Regions from separate parts of the Mus musculus genome. Here all the other regions are linked to region 7. A link is a contact called in public HiChIP or PLAC-seq and promoter capture Hi-C data. All regions are on one chromosome and are shown on one strand. Each heading gives the region's core, a stretch centred on a gene start, on an enhancer-like site or on the middle of the called end of the contact. The rest is flanking DNA. Distances are from core to core; before and after follow the strand shown.

Region 1 (3,747 bases), core at 321-2,820, 1.6 Mb after region 7:
TCCAAAGACTAGCTGTGGTTCCTCCACCCAGCCCTGCTTTCTGCACACACCTGCCTGGAGTCAATTCCTCATCTCCGTTGTTGTTCGAGACAAGGTCTATAAAGCTTCAGTTGCCCAGGAACTCACTCTGTAGACCAGGCTGGCATTGGACTCACAGAGATCAGTCTACTTCTGCCTCCTGAGTGCTGGGATTAAAGGCCTGTGCCACCGTGCCCTGTTCTTTTGTTTTTTGAGGCAATCTATTTCTCTATATAGCTGACCCAGAATTTGCTATGTATACCAGCATTTCTCTCATCAGACTGGAGACAGAAAAGGCCTGACTCGTGTGTAGCTTTGGAGCACTTTGCTAGACCTGTTGAATGCGGTCACCGGACATAGCCACGCATTAAGAGGCCTTAGAAGGCCTGGGAAGCCAGGGCACTGTGGGTGAGGGATACCTCACAGTGGTCTGAATGGTATATACCTGCTATCGCTGGGTAGAAGTCCTTGAAGTCTACCTGCTCGTGGGCCCCCTCACAGCCAGCTAGACACCGAGCAAAGACCGTCATATATTCAGCCAGGGCCCGCTCCATGTCTTCTGTGCTGCTGCGAAAGTCCCCGCTGTTGTAAAGTTTCACAGCCCGGAGGAACACAGCCTGGAGAGGTGCATGGCGGGGGTAGTCAAGAAGACCCCGAAGGCTCATAAGGTGTGTGTGTGTGTGTGTGTGTGTGTGTGTGTGTTGGGTGAAGAGGTTGTAGGAAGGTGTACCAAGGCTAGCCATCCCTCCCACTCTCTCCACACCTCGTAGGGCTGGGCCTCCAGGTCGGTGAGGGACTCATCTCCAATATCCAGCATCCCCCTGTAGTAGTTGAGATACTTGGCGGTCAGCTCGTGCTTGGGGTTCCTCTGGAGGAAGGTGTAGGCCGCAGCCACCGCCTTCTCCAGTCGGTTCGCCTGGTGAGGAGCGTGGGGAGTGGGTCAGTGGGGGCCTCGGACGCACCGCGGGCCTCACGTTCTAGGGAAACTCGACGGCGGCCCCGGCCGCGCCCACCTTGAAGTGCGCGTAGTGCAGGTACTGATAGGGCAGGCGGCTCTGGAAGTCGCGCAGCAGCTGCCGCGGTGGGTAAGGGACTTGAAAGGCGGGCAGCGTCTTCTTGCAGCGCCGCAGGCAGGCGGCGCGCTCCAGGACGTGACCGAAGAGCCGCAGCTCGCGAGCCCAGTCCTCGCCATCGCCGTCGTGGTCGCCGTCCGGGCCGGACGCGGGCCGAGGCTGAGAGGTGGCGGGGCCACTACAGTTGGCGTGGCAGAAGGCCTCGCTGTCGCGCAGCAGCCGGTGCAGCCGCAGCGCCGCCTCCAGGTAGCGCGCGCTCTCGCGCCAGCTTTCGCCTTCGTATTGCTCCAGAGCGTGGCCGTAGGCCGTGGCCAGTGGCATCAGGTCCTCCGGAGGGAATCCTCGGAAGCTGTATTTCTCGTACTGGGCCCCGGCGCTGCCCAGCAGCAGCCACAGCAGCCCCCACGCCCCGCGAGCCATGCCCGCACCGCGCCCGGAGGCTTACGGAGCAGCCGGCGACCGTCGGGCTCCAGCCAGCTCGGGCTCCAGCCCAGCCCACCCCCAACCCCCGGAGCTCCTGCTGGGTCTTAGCGCCGGGCCCTAGGCTAGAGCCGGGAGGCTGGAATGCCTCTCTAGGACCGTCAGTTGACGCTCGAGTCCACTACGTGGGCTGGCCCTCGACCACTAGCAATGCTTACACCACCACTGGCCCTCCCTGGCAGACACGGGTGGGTGGGGCTACGTTTCACGCCCAGAAAGCCCCTCCCCACAGCAGTGTCGTCCCCCCCCCCCCCCTTAAGTGCCACCTCTGTCCTTTGCGTAGGCAAAGTGGACGAAGTCACATAATCTGGTCTTTTTCTCCTCGAGTCTCCTCTGCTCCCCCTAGGTGGCCCGGTAAACACCCGCGCTGACGTCGAGGCGTACACACCTCTTGTTACCCCGCACACCTAGCACTGACACCATCAGCCTCCCGCCGGAGCAAGATTCCTGTGTCTTCAGTGCAGCCAGGCTTTTGCAGGACAAAACAACCTTTCACCTAGAGAACATTCTCCCTAACCCCCCTTTCCTCTAACCTTTCGCGGGAGGAGAGTTGGGGCGGGTGTGTGTGTGTGTGTGTGTGTGTGTGTGTGTGTGTGTAGAACTGAAATAGCCCTCAGATTACAGCCTCACCTGCACCAGAAGGGGCCTAGATTTGGGGTGCCAGGGAAAGCTAGAGATTCCTCCAACAGGCTTTAGGACCCAGAGACTCTGGAAAAAACTTTTTCATTTTGGAAGTCCACTCCAACTTCTCATCTTTCCCGAACCTCCCTCTGGGCCAGGCCCCGGGTCTCAGTCCCGGATGGAGTTTTGGGGGAGGGAGACTCAGAGATCTTTGTGGCAAATTCCTTGGACTCCAGAGACTCTCAACCTGGCCCCCACCTCCTAGTTCACCATAAAACATCACCCTGCCCGGCCAGCTCATTCTCCCCAGCCCCCATTCCACGTGGACCCGCCAGGGCGGGGTGGGGAGAGAGGACAGGAAGGGGGGGAGTCAGCTCTGAGAGGAGGGGGAAGGAGGCTAGCGGCTGGCGTCCGCTCTCACTGCCGGCGTCCCTGGTCTGGGCACCATGTTCCTTGTGGGGTCCTCCAGCCACACCCTCCATCGGCTCCGCATACTGCCGTTGCTGTTGCTTCTACAGACCTTGGAGAGGGGACTGGGCCGTGCCAGCCCGGCCGGAGCCCCCTTGGAAGATGTGGTCATCGAGAGATACCACATCCCTCGGGCCTGTCCCCGAGAAGTGCAGATGGGGGATTTTGTGCGTTACCACTACAATGGCACTTTCGAAGACGGGAAAAAGTTTGACTCCAGGTAAGAGCTTGGGCACTCCCGGACTCAGCACCACTTTCCTGAGCTTCCAGAGAATGTTGCCCCTTCTAAGGTTTGCATTCCTGTAGTGCTTTCATAATCCTTTGCCACAAACAGCATCCTGGGGAGAGCACCTCAAAGGATGCCTCCTATCTTCAATACCAAATTTTCAATTCCTAAAATATTCCCGCCCCCGCCCACGACCCCCTCCTAGCCCCCTGGAATATTTGATGCTCAGGTGAAGCGCCACATATACTTACCATAACTTAAACACAAATGGTACCCTGGCACGCAATCTTAGAGGGCAAAGAGACTGTGCCTACTACACGTAAACCCTGAAGTGAGTGGATGGATGGTCTGCCTGGTGCCGCCTCCCTTTGCACACACTCTGGCTCCCTGTCTATTTCTCTCTCCAGTTTTCTATGCCTTTGTGGTTGGAGACTGGAGAAATAACATTTCCTTGAGGGTGTAGGGCCCTAGAGCAGCTAGGGAGGGTCTTAAGCAGAGTGGGCATTATAATTTGGGGGTAGACCATAGCTGGTGCCGTGACCAAACTGTCCACGTGTCACAAAGTCTGACATGCCATCCTGGGGACTCTTAGTGCCTCCTTCTCCAAGCCTCTGGGAACTCAGTTCCTCCATCTTAGCTTTAGCAGCCAACACCACGCTCCAATGCCAGCCTTGGCTTGACGGGACCAGCATCTTCCATTCTGATCCAGGACCTTGGTCGGCCAGACAGATACCCGTTGGTTTTGGGGGGCAGATCAGAGCTGTGTGGCAGCCTCTTTCCAGGCTACAAGGTATACTTCAGGCCCTATCACACTTGAAACTCTACACCACAAAGACAAGTTGCCTTTCGGTCTCCTCTCTG
Region 2 (3,817 bases), core at 621-3,120, 1.5 Mb after region 7:
TCTGTTTATTTTCTGCCTGTCCAGGAGGTCAGGGAGACTGATGACCTGTGCATAAACTGACTGTTCACGAGGCCAGCACACAAGTTTTTACTGTTGCTGTTTTAGTTTAGTTTGGTTTGTTTGCTTTAAGAGACAGTGTTTCTCTGTGGTAACAAACAGCCCTGGTTGTCCTGGGACTTGTTCTATAAACTAGGCTGGCCTTGAACTCAGAGATCTGCCTACCTCTGCCTCCTGAGTGCTGGGACTAAAGGCGTGTGCCACCACACCTGACTAAGCTTGCAAGTTTTTGTTGGAATTGTGTGGTGCTTTTTGGCATTTTTTTTCTCTGTTGTATTTGTTTTGGGCCTTTTGGTTTTTTGTTTGTTTTTTTTTTTTTTTCGAGACAGTGTTTCTCTGTATAGATAGCCCTGGCTGTCCTGGAACTCACTTTGTAGACCAGGCTGGCCTCTAACTCAGAAATCCACCTTCCTCTGCATCCCAAGTGCTGGGATTAAAGGTGTGTGCCACCATCCAGCAGTTTCTTGTTTTGAAAGTCTCATTGTATAGATCTGCTGGGTCTCAAACTCGCAGGCATCTATCTGCCAGCCTCTGCCTCACAAGTGCTAAGATCAAAGGCGTGCCCCACCACACCCGGCCTATTTTTCTGGTTCTTCAGAGACAGTAGCCAGTCTAGTACTGAATTCACTTGACCTTGAACTTTTTCCTCTGGCTTCCTTCTCCTGAGAGCTGGGATGTACCACCATACCTAGAAGTTGGCAGTATTTTTAAGTTAAGAGATTTTATATAAAGCACCCACTCTTTGGGGAGCATTTGAATAAAGTCTGACACAGTAGTTATCAGCCTCTGGTTCTCCTATTGGCCCCCACAAACCCAGTTACATCACACTTGGCTGTCTCTTTTTTTTTTTTTTTTTTTTTTTCGGTTTTTCGAGACAGGGTTTCTCTGTATACCTTGGCTGTCCTGGAACTCACTCTGTAGACCAGGCTAGCCTCGAACTCGGAAATCCGCCTGTCTCTGCTTCCCAAGTGCTGGGATTAAAGGTGTGCGCGGTGGCACTTGCCTTTAATCCCACCACTCATGGGGCAAAAGCAGACCCCATGTGGCCAGCCTGGTCTATAGAGTTCCAGCACAGCCAAAACCCTGTCTTGAAAAAACAAAAAGAAAGGTTAACTGCTTTGAAAAAAATATTCACCTAGACTCTACAAAGGCTTTACCTCACACACAGGCTTGTAGGACAAAAGGCATCCTGTGAGGCTTGGACATTTTTTTCCTGGGGTCCCCACTCCTACCTAAGGGACTACTTCCTTCCTTAGAAGAATTAATCTAAATAATAATTTTTGGTTACCAATTTTAAAACATGCTAATCCAAATGATACCCTATATAAGGTCCAAATTTTGATCACGTTATTTTATGCTGATTAAATGGCTATATCTGTGAATACGTGCAGAGAAGGGTAGGTTGATGGGTGGCTGGATCAGTCGAATTTTGGAGGACCCGCACGTAATTACCCTTTAAAGCAAATCGATCCTCACCCTAAGACCCATCTCAGAGCTAGTGCCAGGACCCCAACAGGGTCAAGATGGTAGAACGTGCGGTAGGCGCAGGCGCGCTCGAAACCTCCGCCAGTTTTCGCGGCCGCTCAGACAACTACCATGCCCACTGCGCAAGCGCGCAGGCGGACCAAGCTTTCCCTCCCCCCTCTCGCCCCTCCCTGAGTCAACAGAACATCCTTTCCAGGCCAAACCCAGTGCGCACGCGTCAAGCCTTGACTCCGCCCCCCGACCAATAGGAAGCCGCAGCGCTCGGGCGTCCGGGAGCTTGACTCCATGGGTGGGGCCGAGACGTGAGGGCAGCGCGCTGGCGTCACAGGGGCGGCTATATAAGTGAATACAGGCGCCGCCCCTCCGCCCCAGTCACTGAGCCGCCGCCGAGGACTCAGCTGCCTCCCCCTCGAGCCCCCTCGCTTCCCGACGCTCCGTCCCCCCCGCCCGCCTTCTCCCGCAGCCGCCTTCCGCAGGCCGTTTCCACCGAGGAAAAGGAATCGTATCGTATGTCCGCTATCCAGAACCTCCACTCTTTCGGTGAGCCTGGGGAAGGTCGCGCGGGCCTGGGGGGGGGGTGGCGGGGTCGGAGCTCGGAGAGCCGCCGAGCGCGGCGAGCCCATCTTAGCTCGGGCTGGAGGGGTGGTGATGCCCGTGGAACCGAGATCTGCGCCCAGGGTCGACCTCTGAGGGTGCCCGGAAGAAACGGGTGGGAGGTGAGCCCTTGGGCGGGCCCGGCGTCTCGGGTGGCGCATTTACTAATGGCTCCTGCCTCTCGGCGAGCCACACCCGCCCCCTCCCGCCACCCCTGCGTCATGTCCTCTACGTCACCGTCGTTGTCTCGGAGCTGGGAGGGAAGGCCCCGCCTCGGGAGCCTGGCTTCCGGTAGGTTGCATCAGCCGGGTGGGGCGCTGCCTGCCCACTAGGTCTCTCCAGCACGTGATCAGCCTTGGCGGGAGGGCTGGCCTAGAGCAGAAAGCTAGCTCTAGTACTGGCCAGTTCCCGGAGGGACAACAAAGGACACCTCCGGATTATTTCTTCACAGACCCCTTTGCTGATGCAAGTAAGGGTGATGACCTGCTTCCTGCTGGCACTGAGGATTATATCCATATAAGAATTCAACAGAGAAACGGCAGGAAGACCCTTACCACTGTCCAAGGGATCGCTGATGATTACGATAAAAAGAAACTAGTGAAGGCGTTTAAGAAGGTGGGTCTGCTGTGGAGAGAGCACGTTGTATGGTCTACCAAGGGAGAGGGTGCAAACGTCAAGGGAGTCCGTGTTGATGGCATGGCCTCTTAGATGCTGCATCCTTTTGTCCTTGCAGAAATTTGCCTGCAATGGTACTGTAATTGAGCATCCAGAATATGGAGAAGTAATTCAGCTACAGGGTGACCAGCGCAAGAACATATGCCAGTTCCTGATAGAGGTGAGTTTAGGCCGCCCTCAATGCATTATGGGTTTCCTGAATTTCTAATCCTTACAGTTGAGCTTTTAAATACATGTAGACATTCCCACTTTCAAACAGTACTTGGGGGTGGCATAGGGAAGTTTTAGTAACAGTGGTCAATTGAACCATTGTGTCTACTGGGATAGACTGAAGTACTCTTCTTTATTGGGACTCCTTGCAAGGTGTATATGGGAGAATCTGTTGACGTCATGTAACCTGTCCCTCTCCCTTGTCCTCTTTTTGCAGATTGGGCTGGCTAAGGACGATCAGCTGAAGGTTCATGGGTTTTAAGTGCTTGTGGCTCTCTGAAGCTTAAGTGAGGATTTCCTTGCAATGAGTAGAATTTCCCTTCTGTCCCTTGTCACAAGTTTAAAAACCTCACAGCTTGTATAATGTAATCATTTGGGGTCCGCTTTTAACTTGGACTAGTGTAACTCCTTCATGCAATAAACTGAAAAGAGCCATGCTGTGTAGTCTTGAAGTCCCTCATTTAAACAGGTTGAGCAGTAAGCCCTGGCAGTGTCCACCCTGGAACAAAGCAATGACAAGGTTTCAGCCAAGCCAAGAACCCCAAGATCACAGGAGGCTATGTCTGACCAGAGGCTCCTTGGGGCTCCCTGGACAGAGTCCCCTGCCCTAGGAGAGTGTCACCACTTGAACAGAATGGGTAACACTGCCCCAGCTATGTCACTAGAGGGAGTCTCTGGCCCTGGTATCTGACCAGGTAGAATTCAGAAAGGGCTACCTTTCCAGAGAAGTCATGGACATTTAGTTCACCACCAGGGTGGTCTTTTGAAGCAGATCTATCCTAGCCGGGAGGTGTTG
Region 3 (3,372 bases), core at 750-3,249, 1.6 Mb after region 7:
GGGAGAGTCTGTCTGCCATTCCCACTCTCCAACGAAGCACCACCAGCGGCCTCCAGGTGAGTCACAGCAAGCAGCACTCATGACCCTCACCCCACCTTCCCTCTGCTCCAGGCTAGCGCTGGCATTCCTGCTCGGTCCCCCACAAGAAGGCTGATGGGGAGGGGCCTCCAAATGCCTATGAAAAGGCCACTCTTCGGATTTGTATAACCAGTGCAGCAAGGGCGAGTAGAAGTTCACAATTCCAGCCAGAGAAGCGCTCTCAGCACACGGAAGGCAAGGGGAGGGCGCGGATCACACTGTGCAGCCTCAGGGTGCCTGGCAGGGAAGAAACCTTCTACAGCAAAGACTTCCTCCTGTCCCACTTTCCCCGCCAAACACTCAGGAAAAGAGTGGGTGGAGGAGGGACTTCTGGCGAGTCCTCTAGAAAGAATGCACCTTCATAATCTAGAAACCCAGCGGACCGGCCAGCAACATTCCTGCCCTATGCTATCCTGCCTCAATTGTCAGCCAGCTAAATAAAATCGGGGATGGAATGGGGGAGTTAGGGAAAGACTAATCACTCTTCCTCATCTTCCTAGCTTGGCCCAGCCCTGTCCCAACCCCATTCCTGGGGAAGGGGCAGAGCTTGGGAGGACAGATACTTAGCAGGCCTCATATAAGGGGGTGTGATGGTCTCCGGAGGAGGGGGAAGGAAGAAGACACTTCCCCTTTCAGCAACGCCCCCACCCCACCCCCATTGGTCCCTACCTCAGGCCTTAGGGGCCTGGCAAACAGGATGGAGTTGGGGGCAGGGAGAACAGGGTCAAAGCGCACACACTGGCTACGTTCAGCTTGGAGCTGACTGGGGGAAGGGGTTTTCCTCCAAGAAGTACCACCAAGCCTAGAATCAGCTCTCAACAAGGAGACTAGAAAAATCCTAGAAAAGGCTCCCATGGTTACTTTCTCCTGGAAAGTTTGTTTGGAGTGATTTCTCAACAAGAATGGGTTGCAGAAATCAAAAGATATTGCTGTTTCCCTATCAACACTCTGGAAACCACAGCTACTAAAAACTGGGCGAGTGCTTCTTAAATTTTCTCTACCGGCCCAGACTCCAGGCCAAGCCACCAGTGTCAGACATCGGTAGGGCACTCAGCCCAGACCCTTCACCAGTTCCCCAGTCACCCTATCCCACCTCCGTAGGAGAAGGCATTGACCGGCGTACACTAGAGCGGAGGGAGGCGCCACAGGTCCAGCTCGGAGCTGCAGGGCAGGGCCTCCGTCTTCCAAGCGCTCACCTGCTCTGCTCAGCAGGTGGGAATTGCGTCCCTGGGAAAATGTGCACTCGGCCCCCACAGTTTGGAAAGCTGGGCGCAGACAATAGGGCCCCACCCAGGCCTGGGGGAGTAGGGAGGGAGGGAGAGAAAGCGAGGATGACGCGTGGGGTGCGGTGAGGGTGGCCCCAAAGAGACTAGGCAGCAAGTTTCCCAAACGGTAAATTCCTGTCACCGTGAGCTCCGGGACCAGGCGGAGCGGGTCAAAGTCTGCTCGGTCAGCTCCAGGGGAGAGTCAGGGACGCCGTGTTAGGCGAGCTCTGGGGCCCTGGGGGAGGCGCGAACTCCGAGGCACCTGCCCTAGTTCCTCCCCACCCTTCTCAGACCTGCGGTTCACCGAGCCTGGAGGGGCGCTCCAACCCAGATTGCTTGTCCCAAGGGTCCCGCGCCCCGGACCCCAGCGCGCCCCCTGTCGCTGGTGTAGGATGCGCTCCCTGACACCCGCCCTCACCTGCCCTGAAACCGCTGGAACCAGCCTCCCGGCCGCTTGCTGTCCCTACTCTCCCACAGTGATTCGTACCCCGATCGGGTGTACCTGAGCGTGGAGCCGGGCTGAGCCGAATCGGGGTCGGGTCTGGCCGGGAGGGAGCCGGCGCGGGCAGCGAACTGAGCTCGGCGCACTCGGGCGGCGGCTGCTCCGGACTCTGGCCAAGGCAGCAACTCAGTAACCGAACAAAAGGCAAAGGGACCTGACAGCCAAGCCACACCTCTCGCCCCCTCGAAGCTCCGCCCCCTAGGGAGACTCCCACCCTCTGAGGCTATCTCACTGGCTGCCCAGCCTGACTATCCCATCGAGGGGCGGAGCCTCGCGCCGGGACCTCTACCACGGCCGCCTCTGTTTATGCGCTCACCATTGGCCCCAGGGACTGCCACTCGACTCTGGGGTGGACGCCAACTTGAGGTCTCATCCTCACTCTGCATCTATTGGCAAATAGAAAGTTTCTTCTTTATGATTGGACAGAGGGCTGTCAGTAAGACTAAGGAAAAAGCCAATGGATCAGGTGGGGCGTGACTTGCCCCACCCTAGCCCTGAGCAGGTAAGACTCATTATTCTCCCCTTCCCCCCCTACCTGTCCAACAGGTGAGTCAGGGGGAGGCATGGGAAAGGACTGACGCCTTCACTAGCCAGCCAACTCAGCGTCAGGCTTATTCATTCTTGCCTCAACGTAGTAATAAGATGTTTGTAAAGCATTTCATAGGCTTTGTGCTGGGTTGGGATTTTCTCCCCCCTACAAAAGATGGAGTGTTCCCTGATCCCTTCTGTTTAGAATTAGCAGGCCTGGGTTTGGGTTCTCCCCTTAATCTTTGTATGACCTTAGGCTAGTTAGTGTACCTTTCACCCTGTATCTCTTCTGTAAAGTGGGTTCATTAGCTTTATCTATCTTAGGTTGGAGAGATTAAATGAAATAAGCTTTGTAGTAGCACTTAAACAGCTGAGGAATGTCAGTATTTAAACTGTCTCAGTTCGAGACAGTTCTTAAAAAGTGCTGGAGCAGCCAGGCAGTGGTGGCACTCGAGGAGGCAGAGGCAGGCAGATCTCTGTGAGTTAAGAGGCCAGCCTGGTCTTCAAAGTGGGATCGAAATGATCCATGTTAAAAGAATATTTTTAATGGGCTTGTGTGGTGCCTCAGTTGTGCAGATGTGACCACCCGAGTCTGATACCTCATGGAGGGAGACAACAGCCAAGTCTCACAGGTTGTCCTCTGTCCTCTGATCTCCCGCCTTGGCACAAGTGCCACACACATAAAAGTAAATAAAATGTAATGCGATTTTAAAACTACGCTCCAAAGAGATCACAAGACTAGGAAATATGGTACACTCTAAACTCCGACACCTTCTTTCTTTTTTTTTTTTTTTTGTTTTTGTTTTTGTTTTTGTTTTTCCAGACAGAGTTTCTCTGTATAGCCCTGGCTATCCTGGAACTCACTTTGTAGACCAGGCTGGCCTCGAACCCAGAAATCCACCTGCCTCTGCCTCCCGAGTGCTGGGATTAAAGGCGTGCGCCACCACGCCTGGGCCGACACCTTCTTTCAAGTCCCAGAGCAGAAGGGTCAGTGTGTTT
Region 4 (3,396 bases), core at 509-3,008, 1.2 Mb before region 7:
ACGCCAGTCCTTGGATCTTCCACAAAGATGAGTAGAAAGAGCATCAGCCGGACCTCTCGGGTGCTTGAAGATCACTGTCATTTGAGGTCCCGCGGGCCACAGCCCATAAAATGCAAAGCAAAGATCAGCCAAATTTCAGAATCGATGCTCCCTCCTGGAGCCCTCAGTCTGTCCGGGGAACCCAACTTGCCCCCGGGTAGAAGAGGTCCGACGCTCATAGTTCTTCCAAGTTGACCCACCAGGATTTGAGACCCGGGGGCTCAGGGACAGCGGGTCCTCCCATCTGCCACTTCCACAGCGGGTGGGCAGGCGGCGGCTTGGCGTCTCCCTGGAGGCGAAGCGAGGAAGCCGGCCCTAGGTCTCCGTTCTCTTCCACCACCAGAGCTGGGGGACAGGGGAAGCAGTCAAGGAGGCTGAAGGTGCTCGATGTAGGAAGCGTCGGGACGGGCCGCCGTGGCTGCACACTGGGCGGGGGCGGCGCTGGCCGCCGTCGTTTCTTGGCTGCTCCACGGGCTTTGGCCGCGGGCCGTTCGGGCCCTCGGCGCAAACTTGGAGTGTCCAGGGCGAACCCCTTCGCGTAACACCAAAGTTTCGAGCGGCGGATCAGGCGGTTGAAATGTTCCTGGCGGAGATCGCGGGGCGGGTCCGGTGCTGCGTCTGCCGTCGAGGGGCTGAGCGCGGGTGCCTCAGGCGCGGTCGGCGCAGGGTCTCCACCCCCTGGAGCCTCGGAGGCCGGCACAGGCTGCTCGGAAGGCGCAGGCTCCGGGGAGAGGCCCGCAGGTGGCGACGGAGGCGGGGAGCCGGGCTCAAGGGGCGGACTGCTAGCTGCATCAAGACCCCGGGCTGGCCTGGGCGGGGACCAGGCGGGGTTGGTCGGAGAGTCCTGAGGACGCAGGGGAGCAGGGCAGCGGCCCGGAGGTGCGCAGGAACCAGCGCCGAAGTGCGGGAAGCCGCCTCCGCCCTCTTCCTCCTCTCCACCGCCTGGGCACACCGCGACGTCTGCATCCTCGCGGGCCGGGGAGCTCACGTCGCTCGGCCGCCCGGCCTGTCCCCCGAGGTGCTTCAGGCCGTCCGCGGCCCAGCCTCCTGTGCATGGCGAGGCCGGGGGGCCCAGCAGCACCGGGGTCCGCGGCGCCAGCTCTCCAGGCCCCAGGCCCAGGGAGGACGGCCGGGGTTTGGCAAGGGCGCAGAAGGCGAGGGCACGCAGGCACAGTGGGGAGAACTCTGGGGTCCCCCGACGCGGCTTCAGGGGCGTAGGCGAGCAGGGAGACCCCCGCGGGGAAGCGGGCACTGCCAGGCGGGGAGGAGGACACAGAGTCTCCATGGAGCAGCCTTGGGGGTCGCCCACTGCGGGGGCCCTGGTCCCAACGGCGGGATACCCCGGCGGCCCGAAGAGCCTGCGGGCCAGGGGAACATCGCCCCCCGTCGACGGGGAGGTCTGTGCTCACGGGCGTCCGGGGCCCACCACCAAGAGCCCGCGGCGGCGCTCCGGCTCTCTCCTCGGTATCGTCACGCGGCCCTCGCCGCGGCCGGACTCCTGGGTCCCCGCGCGTCCCCGGTGCGATCGGTCGCGCTTCCTGCCGCCGCGTTCCCGGCGCAATGCCCGGCACGATCACCCCTCAACGCCGAGGCGGGGGCAAACAAAGCAGCCGGCGCTCGCCGCCGGCGGGAAGGACCCCGGCCCGGCGCCCGGTGCCCGGGCCCAGCGGCGGGGAGGGCGCCTTCCGCCCTCTCAGCTTCTTTCTTCCCCGCTGGCTCCGGAGACCGCGTTATAGAGAACTGCCCCCTCGCTGCCCCAATACCAGCGCCGCGGCTGCGAGCCCGCCTCTGATTGGGCGCTGCTGCTCTGACGTCACGTAGACCCCACCCCTCTGGCGGCACGGCCCCCGTCCCCATTCCGCACACAGACACACACACGTGGACCCGGAGCTGCTGGGCTGGAGGGCGGAGAGCAGGGACGCGTGGATCTAGGCGCGCGCGGGTGGAAGTGCGAGGGGCCAGACGCACGGCTCCTGGTGGCCTGTTGATGGCCTGGGATCGTTTTAGCTGGTCGCAGGTCCAGTCACTTGTTTACCCAGTAGAAGTCGCGGTTTTTCCGCATCTGTAAAATGGGAAAGTTTGTTTCAGCCCTTTGGAAGAAAATGGTGCTCCGTGAATTCAGAGAGACAAACTCAAAACCAACGTAGAGGAAAAAGATGAAGCCGAGCGTCGGTGGCTTAAGAGCTTGGTGTAGCAAGGAGTCGCTTGCTAAGAGTGTCCTGTGGTCTTTGCTCAGGGCCGGTAGAACAGGGGCCTGGCACTCGGGAACTCAAAAGCAAACAAAAACGCTTGTAGAGTGAATGATTAGGAATTCGCTATATATGTGCAAGATTCATAAAAGAAAAAAATAAATTTGGAGAAAGGGGAGCTTCGACACACCCACGGAAGACAATAAGCTGACTTTCTCTCCGTACTTGTTTCCTTTTCTTGGTGAAGTATGGAAGTGCCCCACATCTTAACGGAATTCCAACGCGCTGGCACCGTTGGGAGCCTCCAGATCCCAGGACTCGACCATCTGGATCCTGAGCGACCTGAATGGGTGGAAAAGACCAAAAACCTTACTCTCCATCCACAAACAAAAAGTGAATAATTTCCAGAACATGCTCTGATAATGTACACATCTCTCACATCTCTTCCCCTCTAGTTCCTACACAGCCTGCTCATTTGTGAAACTGGCTTGTTCCTTAGTGCTGACCTCTCCTCGGAGTCTAGAAAGAGCTGGTGCCCTGGCTGCACAGTCGAGCCCAGCGGCCAGTAGAGCATCCAGTCTTGATCACTGCTATATCCCTACTGCCCAAACGGCACAATAAACATTTGTGAGTCTTTGGGCTATTCATCGTCATCCTAAAATCAGGTTAGAAACAGCTGCTTTTCATCTGCAGAAGTACACGAGATTTATATGTTGGCTTGGACTAGGGGTAGGATGAGACTGAGGGATACAGATTTTTCTTCTGAGCCAGGGCAAAAGAAAGCTCTCCCTCCCTCGCTGATAGGGTCTCACCCACCATGTGGCCTGGAACTCCAGCGTCTGGCTTCACCCTCCCGAGTGCTACACTTAACATGTACAATCGCTTTTTCTGTACCAGGACAAATGATGCAGCTTGCATCCTCATCCTCCCAGCGGTGACAATAGACACACTGTTTTTCTAAATAACATCAAACAAGACCTGAGAAGAAAGGGATGGGAGGATGGGCCCCCCCCCCCCCCACACACACACCCTTTCCTTGGCAGAGACCCAAGGTAAAGCTTCAAAGTGGGACTTACTGATGAAGAGGGTTCAATATTCTGATCTCCCACTTCCCCTACCCCAGGTTTCCTCTAAGGAACAGCTGTCATGAAGTGGGTGGGTCCCTCTG
Region 5 (3,726 bases), core at 761-3,260, 1.6 Mb after region 7:
AGTCTCTATAAAACCAACACCTGCAACTCCATCAAATGACCCTGGGGCAAACGGTTCACCCTCTTTAAGCACCTGTTTTCTCACATGTTAGACAAAGACAGTAATATGGTAGGTAGTTCTCTCTACCTTTGGGAGCAGAGGGTTGTTCAGTTAGATCTGGCATCCAAGTCTCGTGCAAACCCCATAGAGAGCAGTAAGCATAGTGCTCACACACAAACTACCCATCACTGTGTCTCAGCCAATAAGGAAAAGCTGTCCTCATGGATTAAGACTAGATCCAGGGGCTGGAGAGATGGATCCGCAGTTAAGAGCACTGACTGCTCTTCCAGAGGGCTGGAGTTCAGTTCTTAGTTCCTACATCAGGCAATTCACGACTCTAAACTCCTGTGACCTCCAAGGGTATCTGTATGTCTATGTACCCCACTCACACACATACACTTTAAAATAATAAAAATAAACCCAATAAGAAAACCATATCTCCTTTACTGTAACAACTTTTAAAAAAGAATGATGGAAGAACAAAACCAAGTGAAACTAAGGAGCAAATCCAGAGTGTCTCGAATGGTTGATAAGCTTCCTCTGACCCAGACTCCCTCTGTTTTTGAGATAAGGTCTTCCTATCTATCCTTGTCTGGCTGAGACTTAATATGTAGAGCAGGTTGGCCTCGAACTCACAGAGATCTGCTGCCTCTGCCTTCTGAGTGCTGGGATTAAAGGTGTGCGCCACCAACACCCATGCAGCTTCCTTTTCCTTGCCTAAGTGACCTTGAACTCTTTCTGGAATCCAGGCAGCCTCTGAACTTGGGATCCTCCTGTCTCAGCCTCTGGGATTACAGGTCTCCCCACACTGTGTTTAAGGAACGGAGTTTCTTAAGATTTCAGTCCTGGACGCTGTGGTTCAACCCCAGAAGCATACCACAGCCATGTTTGAGCAAAGAAGGGAATGACCCACCTCTTTGCGACAATCCTCACTGATAATTTTGCTGTTATCCAGAATATCTGAAAAAAGAAAACACACACACACACAAGACTCCCTTTATTTGCTCCATAGCAGTTGTCATCTTGAGCCCTACAAGGAAAGCTAAAATGTGACTTACTGTGGGAAGAAGGGCATCGCTGTCCATTGTAAGCAAATCTGCTCAGGGTCATGTCAAAATCGGAAATCACCTAAGAGACAAAGGGCGGATGATGGTGGTTGACTAGGTTGACTGACTAGGTTGACTAGGTTGACTGACTAGGTTGACTAGGTTGACTAGGTACTGGTCTATCCTGGCCCTTGCCTCAGCCTGGGGTAGCGGAGGAAGTCTAACCAAGCTGCAGCAAAGCCTTTGCAAGGTTAGGGAGAGACAGAAGAAAGAAGGAAAAAAGTGACATCCTGTGTCAGGACACGAGTTAACCCTGAAGAAAACAAAGTCCCCCAAATGTGGGGGTGACTTTCTGTGGCATCTTTATACACTGGTTCTTTCTTAAGGTGCCTTCCGACCTTTGTGGATCTCCCTTATCTTCGACTGGGGGAGGGAGGGGGGCCTCCACCCACTTGCTTTCTAAAACCAAGCGGCAGGAAAAGGGTCACATCTGACTACTCTGAAAGTTGGCTACTGGGGGAGGTAGGCTCTTTCCCGAGGTGAACCAATCTGTTTGTCCATGACCACCCTAGGGCGCAGGCTCGCAGAGCGCGAACCCCAGTTGGCGGGAAGGCCGCAGGGCAGGCACCCTCCCGCCCTACCCCAAGCCCCGGTACCTGCAGGCGGTCTCCTCCGCCCCTGCGAAGGGCGCCCACAATTTCCTGCACCCGTCCGGGCTGCCGCATCAGGACCGTGGCCTTCATCAGGCTGCTTACCTGTCGTGAGACCCAAGAGACCCGCTGACCCGAGAGCCGCGATGGGCATCAGGACAGCTGGGTCTCTCCGCACCCGCGATCCCGCCACGCGGGACCGTCCCCGCCCGTGGCCTCACCTCCTCCGCCATCACGCCGCTGGCCTGGTGGGCGGCCCCGAAGACAGCGCCCGCCTTACAGCCACACTGCGCAGGCGTCGCCTCGCACTAGTCGCGTCGGTCTAGGAGCTGCAGGCCGTTTCCAGGCTGGCTCCGGATACTGGCAGGAGAAGCAAGAGTGGGGAGTGCGGGGGTGTGTGGGGGAAGATGGTCTACTGTGTGTGGGGGTGGGGGAACGTTGGGGGGCGAGGGGGGGGAGTACCAAGACGCTGGGGTCCTGTATGTGGGCTGGCTGTCATGAGGCTTTGGTGTGTATGGGCGCCTGTCACTCACTCTTTCTGGAACACAAATGCAATCTTTACTGGGGTTGGGGGTCACTGCTTAGTGAGAGAGTTCTTGCCTGCAGGTATGAGGCCCTGAATTTCATCCCCTGCATTGCAAAGAACAACCCACTAGGTATTCAAGTGCATTTTGGACAGGGGGTGTATCCAGGAGACACTTCCCTAACTGGCTCTTCATCAGCACCACAAGCAAAGTAAGGCAGTAAGGCATCTCAGGGGCTGGAAGACCCTGGCCAGCATGATATTTGATCAGCTCTGCTTCTGCCTCTGCACCCATGGGGAGCCCAGAGAGAGCTTTGGAAGGATGCTGCAGGGAGGTGGGGACCCAACCTGAAGATGCAACAAGCAGCAGACTCAGTAAAGGCTCAATTGTGTTGGTGGTCACAGTTCTGCCCTAGGTCTGAGGTCGAGGAAAGAGATGTGGGGTGGTCTACCTGTATGTTCTGGGGGGAGGGGGAGGAAAAGAAGGGGCAAGAAGGGGGTTCCAGAACCTGAGAGCACAATCCTGAGTGATCTCACTGCCCAGGATTCTGGAACTTGGGCTGCCTGATGGTCCCTATATGAAAGATGTAGTAGGGAAAAGGAGCGACAGCTGGCTAAAGGGGCCCCCCATAACCCTCCCCAACACCCCAGGAGAGCAGCCTCTCTCCCCTGGTCCCAAGGAGCCATGGAGATGGAGAGCACCGCTGCCTCCACCCGGTTCCACCAGCCTCACATGGAAAGAAAGATGAGTGCAATGACCTGTGAGATCTTCAACGAGCTCCGGCTTGAGGGCAAGCTCTGCGACGTGGTCATCAAAGTCAATGGCTTCGAGTTCAATGCCCACAAGAACATCCTCTGTAGCTGCAGCTCCTACTTTAGGTACACCGGAGGGGGGGGGGGAAGCTGAGCCGTGTCTCCCATCACTGAGGCTCTGTGTTTGTTTATAACTGGTTTGAGCTGTTCTCAAGTCTAAGCTTTGTAGGTTGACAGCATGCCATTGCAGCGTTAAAAAAAAAAGTTGGACAGACCTGATCCTACACTCTAGATAAGGCTCCGAAAGGACCAGTTTATAATCCAGGCATAGTGGCTCAGGCCTGTAATCCCAGCAACTGGAGAGGCTGAGGCAGGAGAATCAGTAGTTCAAGGGCAGCCTGGGCTATAGAGAATCTATTTCTAAAACAAACAAACAAACAAAAAAACCAAAACAACAACAACAGGAAGATAGTAAATATCTTTTTTTTAAAGTTTGTATTTATTCATTTATTTTATAGATGGATATCTTGCCTGCATGTATGTCTGTCTGGGCCACATACATGATGCGCCTGAAGAGGCCATAAGGGGACATTGGGTCCCCTGGGACAGGCATTGCAGACTGTTGTCAGCTACCATGTAGGTGTTTGGCATGGAACCTCGTGTTCTGTTGAAAAGAGACCCATCTCTACAGCTCCAAGATGTTAAATAGCTTAAG
Region 6 (3,857 bases), core at 224-2,723, 1.5 Mb before region 7:
CTGCTCTGCCTGGCTTTTATACTGTGCTGGGGATCCAAACTTAAGTCCTGATACTTGTGAGAGTCCCTGTCTGAAAAACAAAAGGGGTATAGGGAGCTGGGTGGTGATGGCACATTCCTTCATTCCCAGCACAGACATGATTCTGAATTCAAGGCCAGCCTGGTCTACAGAATGAGTTCCAGGACAGCCAGGGCCACACAGAGAAACCCTGTCTAGAAAGAAAGAAAGAAAGAAAGGAAGGAAGGAAGGAAGGAAGGAAGGAAGAAAGAAAGAAAGAAAGAAAGAAAGAAAGAAAGAAAGAAAGAGAGATGGAGGGGCCTAGAGAGCTAGCTCAGCAGATAACGGCTTGTTCTGCTCTTGCAGAGGGTCAGAACTCAGCTCTCAACACCCATGTCCAGGGACTTGGGGCAGCTAATAATTAGGTCTAGGGGATCTGATGCCCTTTCTCGGATTCTGCACACACATGTGCATACACATACATTTTTTTTAAGTGATGGAGATTATGACAGCGATTCTGATTTACATCTCCTGTACATCTATCTGTAGGTGTTACATTAGCAATGGCACAAAAACGTTGAAGGAACTCTTCCCCGTCACTGAAACCAATTCCGACTCAGCAAAGTTGCCCCCATGATTGATGATTTGATCAGGTTTTGCTTTTTCACTGTTCTCTTTCATCAACAGAGGAAAATATTAGTAAAAATTCTTGTTACAATTGCAGTCCTTGGTCACTTGTCATCATTTTGGGAAGGGCTGGGAATGAGGTCTGGTGATGGAACTGTTGCTTAGCACGTGCCACGTCTTGGATTCTATCCTCAACATGACATACACTATGACAACAATCAGTGGAAGGATGTATTTGGCCATCAGTCGTACAGAATTGGCTATTGTATATCTTCATTTCTTGGAATTGTGTATATCCATTCTTCATTTCAAATTCATGATGAGATTATGCTAACTATATACACACTCTTGTCTTCTCAAAGATCCAGTTGTTTTGGCACGGAAGAGCACACTGCAGGCTCTACAACCCATTTTCATGTAGTCATTCCACAGTTCATCGGATGCTAGGAAAGAGGATGCAGATGTAATGAAATGACTTGGCCAAGGTCACACACTCCAGGCAGCATGGACAGGACAAGACCCCCAGACAGTGCCAAGGTCCACGACCCTCTCCCAGGTCCAGACCCGGGTCCCGAGGCCTGCACTGCTCTACACAGGACGGTGGACAGGGCCCGGGCGCCCAGGAAGTGAAAAAGCAGGGGTCGGTGCCGGAGACCACGGAGGCCCCAGATGCAGCAGACGGCCAATAGCTACCAGGGCCAAGAGAAACGTCAGGCAGAGTGGAGTCCGACGCTTGCGCACCCTGGGGAAAGGGGGCGGGCCCTGGACAGGAAGTGACGTCTAGGGGCGGTCCTCGGCGGCAGCGCGCGGCCTGGGCTCGCGCTGGGCTCCGCGCGCCCCCCCCCCCCCGCCCCCTCTATGAGGCAGAGGCCGCGGCGGCCGTTAGCGCTGTCGCTCCGGGGGCCGCGGCGGGCGGGGCTCCGGCGGGGCCCGGCCTAGTCCCCACCCAGCCCGGCTCCTAGCCGCCCGCCCTCCCTCCCTTCGCCACCCCGATGCAGGGGGCCGAGCTCCGGGACGGCGAGGCGGCGGCGGCGGCCGCTTCGTACCGGGTCCTGAGCCGCCTCCTCGGCTATGGAGAGGCCGCCCCCGAGCCAGGCCCGCCGCCGCCGCCGCCGCCCCCGGGCCACAGCCATGGCCCGTCGCCGCCACCACCCTTCCTCGCGCGGCCCGGCTCGCGGGGCGCCCGGCCGCCTCAGCTGATGGTGTTCCGCAACGTGGGGCGGCCGCCGGAGGAGGAGGACGCGGAGGCGGCCCGGGAGCCGGGACCCTCGGAACTGCTGTGTCCCCGGCACCGCTGCGCGCTGGATCCCAAGGCCCTCCCGCCGGGCTTGGCGCTCGAGCGGACCTGGGGTCCCGTGGCTGGACTAGAGGCGCAGCTGGCGGCCCTGGGGCTCGGACAGCCGGCGGGGCCGGGGATCAAGACTGCCGGCGGAGGCTGCTGTCCGTGCCCGTGTCCCCCGCAGCCGCCGCCGCCGCAACCCCCGCCGCCTGCTGCCGCCCCGCAGGCCGGGGAGGACCCGACGGAGACGAGCGACGCGCTGCTGGTCCTGGAGGGCTTGGAATCGGAGGCCGAGAGCCTGGAGACTAACAGCTGCTCGGAAGAGGAGCTCAGCAGCCCCGGCCGTGGAGGAGGAGGAGTGGGTGGCCGGCTGCTTCTGCAGCCTCCGGGTCCCGAACTACCCCCGGTGCCCTTTCCGCTGCAGGACTTGGTCCCTCCAGGGCGCTTGAGCCGAGGGGAGCAGCAGCAGCAGCAACCTCCCCCACCGCCGCCGCCTCCCGGGCCCCTCCGGCCTCTCGCAGGCCCTTCTCGGAAGGGCTCCTTCAAAATCCGCCTCAGTCGCCTGTTTCGCACGAAGAGCTGTAACGGCGGCTCGGGCGGCGGGGATGGGACCGGCAAGAGGCCTTCGGGAGATCTGGCAGCTTCAGCTGCGAGCCTGACCGACATGGGAGGCTCAGCGGTCCGGGAGCTGGATACGGGGAGGTGAGATTGGCTTGGGGGTTGGGGGTGGGCAAGCGACAAAGTTCCATTTCTTGTTTCGTTTCCCTCGTTTTCCCCTACTGCCAACACGATACTGTTAGAGCTGAGCTGTGGACTTCAGGAGGAGGCAGACACTTGGGATTAAAGGTGGTGACATCTCGCATTAGGTCAGAGCTAATTGTGGAAACAGCTTTCAACTCTCGGAGAGTTCACACTCTGTGACACTTCTCAGTGGGTTAGCGTCTCTTGCTGGGGATGATCTGAAGCCCGGCCTCACCTTCCATCCCTGTTCCGGCCCCACTTTTTAAGCACCCCTCCCATGTCTGTTATTACTACCATTGCTGAAGGTTGCTGGAAATGTGTGGCCTTGGGGCCGAAAAGCTGGTGTCAATCACCTGCCTGTTATTATCTTGATCGTCTTGCTTGTTCTCTCAGTGCACCAGCCTTCACTCTCTTCGCAAGTACAAGCATGCAAATAGCCCGAGGAGTCTGGCCAGCAATTAGCTGGGCAGCTCCCTTAATATTCTGGTTGTTCCTGGATATTTGCTGTCTAAAGCCTGTGTGCTGACCACTTTCTGAATGGCGTTGTGCTGACTCTCTCACTTTCACACGGAGGTGAGAGGTCTAGGTGAGGTATACACAGTGACTTCTAGTCCAATTAATGGCAATTCCAAACTTAAATGGTGAGTTGTTCCCCTGAATTTCTAAGAAGTGGCTAGACTTTTACTGTCGGGACATAGTTCTGTAGTGTCAGTTTGGAAAGCTGTCAGCTTTTGCAGCCATGAATGAGTCTTACCTTGTGGTATAACATTGTGAGTTGTAGTTCTGAATCTGTTTTAAACTTGAATTGGTGGCTTTTGTTTTGTTTTGTTAGACAAGGTTTTTATTATGTTGATCAGGCTTGCTTTTAATTCACTGTGTAGCAGACTGGTCTGGATCTCTTGCTCTTTCTTCCTACCTCCTCCCAAGGACCAGGCCTGCTGCCACTGTGCCTGATTGGAATTGGTCTTGGTATGGTTTCTGTGATGTAGTCTTGAAACATACAGACAGTGACAGACCAAGGGCAAAGAGCAGATAAATTGATAACTTTGTTGAGCACTAGAATCTTGGAGGGTAGGGGGATGTTGAAAGATAAGTATATCTGGGCCCAATTTAAATTTTTTTTTTAAAGCTTCCTAGTTTATCCTTGTTCACAAACCACCCATTCTTGGACATGGATTTTCAAGGGAACTTTAATTCTCCAAGATAAAAGGTG
Region 7 (3,745 bases), core at 468-2,967:
TGCCAGATCTTCTTACAGCTGCAGTTGACCTAGAGCAGTGATTTCCAACACTGGCTGTTTGAATCACCTGGGGAGCTTTCTAAACTAACAGAGACCTTGGGCCTGCCACAGGATCCCATAATGGATCTAGGGTGTGACCTGGACATCAGCAATTCCAAAAAGCTCCCATGCGGTTTCAGTGTGTAGCCAGAACGGAAGCCACTGCTGCTCCAGGAGGACCACAAATTAATGCTTCCTTTGCTTCTGATTCAAGGTCTTGAATGTAGTGACTGCCACTTTCTGTAACTGGAAGGGTCTAGAGTCCGATTCCCCAAGCATTTAGTTTCTAGAAGTCTCTCGGTCCCTTTTTATTTCCAGCTCCCACACCCTTCACACTCCCCAATTTTTCACCCTTCCTAACCGACAATCCCAAATCCTGCCCAGAGAAGAGGTTACCAAGGCAACCGGCTTAATCTGGTAACTGTGGCATGTGCAGAAGAGAAGCCCTCCCCTCTTCTTGGTTCCTAAAAGGTTACCTGGGGAGCTCTAAGCCACTCTGGCCAGTTCCTACTTCCAACCTTAAGAGAGGCCGAGTGTCCAATTAAGGCTGTCCAGGAAACCAATGCTCAGATCCAGCTTCATAGCAAAATCGGAGCTTTTTTTTTTCTTTTTCTTTTTCTTTTTCTTTTTTTTTTTTTTTTTGTTCCCTCTCCAAATCCCCAGATGGGTGTGCAGAGCTTTATTTCTGTGAACACATGCTCTAGCACACATGGAACTGAGTTTGCACCGACAGCAACACAAGTGTAGTACACACCCTGTCAGTTTCACCACTCCCAGCTCTTAGCATTCCTGTCCATCCATGCCTTGCTGAGGCACAGTAAACAGGGGTGGGACTTTGCCCAAGGAACACCAGCCCACCAGGAACCCGGTGCCACTCCTTCACCATGTATACCAAGCCTGGATGTGTTCACACTGTCTCTACAGCCCCATCCTAGTGGAGTGTACCCTGGGAGACAGAATGCTCTGGCGTAGCCACCAGGAGTAAGGGCAATATTTCTCCCATTCTATGGCTATATACACTAATGTGCTAGGTGATGGATGATAGTTGGCAGTTTGGGGACTTACACATCTCTTCAGTCTTGCTTCCCTTCGCTACCACCTGGGCTAAGATGCCCTTGTGCTTTTGGTCGTCTCTTTCAGTCTACTATCTCTTTTCACCCCAATTAGACCTGCCACAACCTGCTGGCCTCTGCCTGGCTCTTTCCTACTTGCCAGTACTTGCCTTACAGGGCGGCCCTGCACCACCCCCTAAACCCTATCAGAAAGGAATATGGGTACCGCCCCCAGTGCCAATACCAGTTTACCCAAGACGCCGTCCCAGCCCTTCTCAACAGGTGGAAGATAATGACCAAATAAAATTGTGGGAAAGATGCAAAGAGTTCAGCAGTCTTTATAAGCCTCACCTGTGCACAGGTAGGCGTGCCAAGGTCAAACATATGCCCTGGTTATTTGAAATGCTCAAAAGAGACCCGGTAATCAAGAGCCAGGAGTCCTCTGCTTTGGTAGATCTCTCCCTCGCCTTTGCCCTTCTGCGACTGTCAGAAACCCAAGTCCTAATTTTCCTCGCGGTCAGCGCCAGAGCCCAAGTTCAAGCCTCGCGCGGCCGGGCGGGGGCGGGCCTAAGCAGGGTAGGGGCGGGGACTGGAGGAGGGGGCGCGGTCTCAATTCTGCCACCTTCCCCGGGGCCAGGAGCGCAGCCGCCGCCGCGTCCTCAGCCTTGCGCTCCGCCCGCTGCCTCTGTCGCCTCAGCCCGGCCCCGGAGCGCTGAGACGGGGACACCAGCCCCTCAGCCTGCCAACCCTTCGGCCGCAGCCGGCATGGGGGGCCGCTGAGAGCGAGCTCCTCTTCCCTCTGGCACCTCCCCCGGCCACTGGCCACTGGACTCTGGCCAGCGAGGCTCGGCCACCTCTCGCTCGCAGTCCGACGCCTGGCACGGCCCTCGGCTCTGCTCCCCCGGCTCTGAGCATCGTGTCCCCGCCTCCCCCCGCCCGCGCCTGGGACACCTGGGTCCCCCGGCGGCCCCTAAGAGAGGGGCGGGGGGGGGGGCATGAAGCCACTGGAGAAATTTTTGAAGAAGCAGACGTCTCAGCTGGCGGGGCGAGCGGTGACTGGAGGTCCCGGCGGGGGTCCGGGTTGCTGCGGAGGGCCTGGAGGGGGTGGGGGCCCTGGTGGGGGCGGCGGTCCGGCCGGGGGACTGCGGCCACTGCAGCGGCGTCAGAGCGTGTCTCGCCTGCTGCTCCCAGCTTTCCTCCGAGAGCCCCCAACCGAGCCCGGGCTGGAGCCGCCCGTTGAGGAGGAAGGGGGAGAGCCATTAGGGGTCTCTGAGGAGCCGGGCAGTGGGGGGCCCTGTTGGCTGCAGCTAGAGGAGGTTCCCGGGCCTGGGCCGATAGGATCTGGGGTGCCCCTGCGCTCTCCTTCCTCGTACTCCTCAGATGAGCTATCCCCCGGCGAACCCCTGGCTTCACCACCCTGGGCCCCCCTGGGCGCCCCCGAGCGGCCAGAGCATCTTCTGAACCGGGTTCTGGAGCGCCTGGCTGGAGGGACCACCAGGGACAGCAGCGCCTCAGGTAAGCCTGCTCATCCATCCCAGAGCAAGAGAGCACGGGGTTGGGGGTGGGAGGTGAGGGATTGGCCCGGGGGATGCTCCCTGATTGTTTTTTCTTGTCCTCAGTGTTGGTGTAGAGGATGAGGGGAAGCCCGAAGTAATGTAGGGGAAGGGGCATGGTAATGCGCACCCACCTTCCTCCCCACATTAGCTTCATTCTAGGGGAAGAAGGGAAACCATCTCTCTCCTTCAACTACCCTCCCTCTCTCTCGGCTATTTAAGCCAGTCTCCCACGAGCCCTTGATACTGCCTACCTCCTCCCACGCCCCTAAATTAGGGCCTGACACCCTAAGGTGGACGCTTTCCCGCTGAGGTTGTACGCTGCCCTCCAGACCATAGCTGAGGCCTGAAAACCGCTGACAGGAGTCCCTGGCTGTGTAGGAGCGCCTCACTTGGTGGGGCCATGTGGATAGTCACAGAACTCGGCTGCTTTTATTGGGGATGAATTCGAAGGTCTCTAAGGGAAGATACCAGGAGACTGCAGCATCCAGAAGGCTTTGGGCCTCCGTAGCACCCACCCTTCCCATGCCATGCCTCAGCAGAGGGCCTTTTTTAAAAAAATAATAACCACACCCTGAGAAGCCTGAGATGATGCCATTTCACCCACTATGAGAATGCCAGCACCCTATTAAAGGGCTTCTGAGGAACGTAGGCCCCCACATCGCTAGTTGGAATAGATGTAGAGATATCAGGGTCTTTAGATCTAACTAGGCACTCCACTAAACCCAGAAGGGGCTTAGGGTTGAGAGACCAAGCTTGAGACCCTAAAGAGGAGGGTGTTAGGAGTTACCCTTCCTTCTCTGCAAGGCATTCTGGCTCTAGGAGTGGAGTGTCACCCTCTACTCCATTTTTGTCCTGAAGGTCGGGGTCCCCTCTTTTGGCTCAGGCTGCAGTTGCCCTGGGGAGCTGACACCTTTTGGATTTAATTAGAAAAATATCAGACACACACAGCTCTCTTAACCATAACTTCCCGCCTACACCACACACCCTGTGTCTCTATGACACATTCCCCAGGGAGGCTGTGCGTTGGACCGGAGCCTACTTTGGAAGAAACAGATGCCAAACTGGAGCCCCCGTATCAGCATCTCTCCACTCTGCCCG

Evidence for each region. Promoter capture Hi-C pulls out the DNA fragments that hold promoters and counts their contacts. HiChIP or PLAC-seq counts read pairs in DNA pulled down with a chosen protein or histone mark.
Region 1: a contact with region 7 is called in a FOXA1 HiChIP or PLAC-seq map of pancreatic cancer cells. The contact joins the promoter of P3h4 here to the promoter of Rapgefl1 in region 7. A contact is called at or near these places in 3 of 39 promoter capture datasets (cranial neural crest, hippocampal neurons and liver) and 1 of 115 datasets of contacts at active chromatin or transcription factors (pancreatic cancer cells).
Region 2: a promoter capture Hi-C map of hippocampal neurons shows a contact between it and region 7, with 17 times the contacts expected there. The contact joins the promoter of Eif1 here to the promoter of Rapgefl1 in region 7. A contact is called at or near these places in 6 of 39 promoter capture datasets (the C10 cell line, cranial neural crest, hippocampal neurons and 3 more) and 3 of 115 datasets of contacts at active chromatin or transcription factors (astrocytes, embryonic forebrain and forebrain).
Region 3: a contact with region 7 is called in a promoter capture Hi-C map of hippocampal neurons, with 7 times the contacts expected there. The contact joins the promoter of Jup here to the promoter of Rapgefl1 in region 7. A contact is called at or near these places in 5 of 39 promoter capture datasets (hippocampal neurons, liver, pre-B cells and 1 more).
Region 4: a contact with region 7 is called in a promoter capture Hi-C map of liver, with 5 times the contacts expected there. The contact joins the promoter of Epop here to the promoter of Rapgefl1 in region 7. A contact is called at or near these places in 3 of 39 promoter capture datasets (liver and pre-B cells).
Region 5: a contact with region 7 is called in a promoter capture Hi-C map of hippocampal neurons, with 12 times the contacts expected there. The contact joins the promoter of Nt5c3b here to the promoter of Rapgefl1 in region 7. A contact is called at or near these places in 4 of 39 promoter capture datasets (the SN4741 cell line, cranial neural crest, hippocampal neurons and 1 more).
Region 6: a contact with region 7 is called in a promoter capture Hi-C map of liver, with 5 times the contacts expected there. The contact joins the promoter of Socs7 here to the promoter of Rapgefl1 in region 7. A contact is called at or near these places in 3 of 39 promoter capture datasets (liver and pre-B cells) and 1 of 115 datasets of contacts at active chromatin or transcription factors (pancreatic cancer cells).

Annotation. Positions count from the first base shown.
Region 1 is chr11:100,413,146-100,416,892 of GRCm38.p6, forward strand. P3h4 (prolyl 3-hydroxylase family member 4 (non-enzymatic)) reads right to left here and starts at 1,571. Exons shown (of 8, transcript NM_176830.3): 1 at 1,032-1,571; 2 at 782-934; 3 at 464-635. The coding sequence starts at 1,511. It overlaps Fkbp10 (FK506 binding protein 10), which reads left to right and starts at 2,549. Exons shown (of 10, transcript NM_010221.2): 1 at 2,549-2,880. The coding sequence starts at 2,639.
Region 2 is chr11:100,318,079-100,321,895 of GRCm38.p6, forward strand. It overlaps Eif1 (eukaryotic translation initiation factor 1), which reads left to right and starts at 1,871. Exons shown (of 4, transcript NM_011508.2): 1 at 1,871-2,082; 2 at 2,588-2,751; 3 at 2,870-2,971; 4 at 3,239-3,817. The coding sequence starts at 2,052. The coding sequence ends at 3,283.
Region 3 is chr11:100,395,791-100,399,162 of GRCm38.p6, forward strand. Jup (junction plakoglobin) reads right to left here and starts at 2,000. Exons shown (of 14, transcript NM_010593.2): 1 at 1,846-2,000. Gm12348 (predicted gene 12348) reads left to right here and starts at 2,326. Exons shown (of 4, transcript NR_132425.1): 1 at 2,326-2,347.
Region 4 is chr11:97,627,958-97,631,353 of GRCm38.p6, forward strand. Epop (elongin BC and polycomb repressive complex 2 associated protein) reads right to left here and starts at 1,759. Exons shown (of 1, transcript NM_175332.3): 1 at 1-1,759. The coding sequence starts at 1,324. The coding sequence ends at 215.
Region 5 is chr11:100,439,088-100,442,813 of GRCm38.p6, forward strand. It overlaps Nt5c3b (5'-nucleotidase, cytosolic IIIB), which reads right to left and starts at 2,011. Exons shown (of 9, transcript NM_001102650.2): 1 at 1,957-2,011; 2 at 1,742-1,840; 3 at 1,098-1,167; 4 at 953-999. The coding sequence starts at 1,968. It overlaps Klhl10 (kelch-like 10), which reads left to right and starts at 2,837. Exons shown (of 5, transcript NM_025727.3): 1 at 2,837-3,137. The coding sequence starts at 2,944.
Region 6 is chr11:97,360,819-97,364,675 of GRCm38.p6, forward strand. Socs7 (suppressor of cytokine signaling 7) reads left to right here and starts at 1,474. Exons shown (of 10, transcript NM_138657.4): 1 at 1,474-2,605. The coding sequence starts at 1,617.
Region 7 is chr11:98,835,068-98,838,812 of GRCm38.p6, forward strand. Rapgefl1 (Rap guanine nucleotide exchange factor (GEF)-like 1) reads left to right here and starts at 1,718. Exons shown (of 15, transcript NM_001080925.1): 1 at 1,718-2,606. The coding sequence starts at 2,087.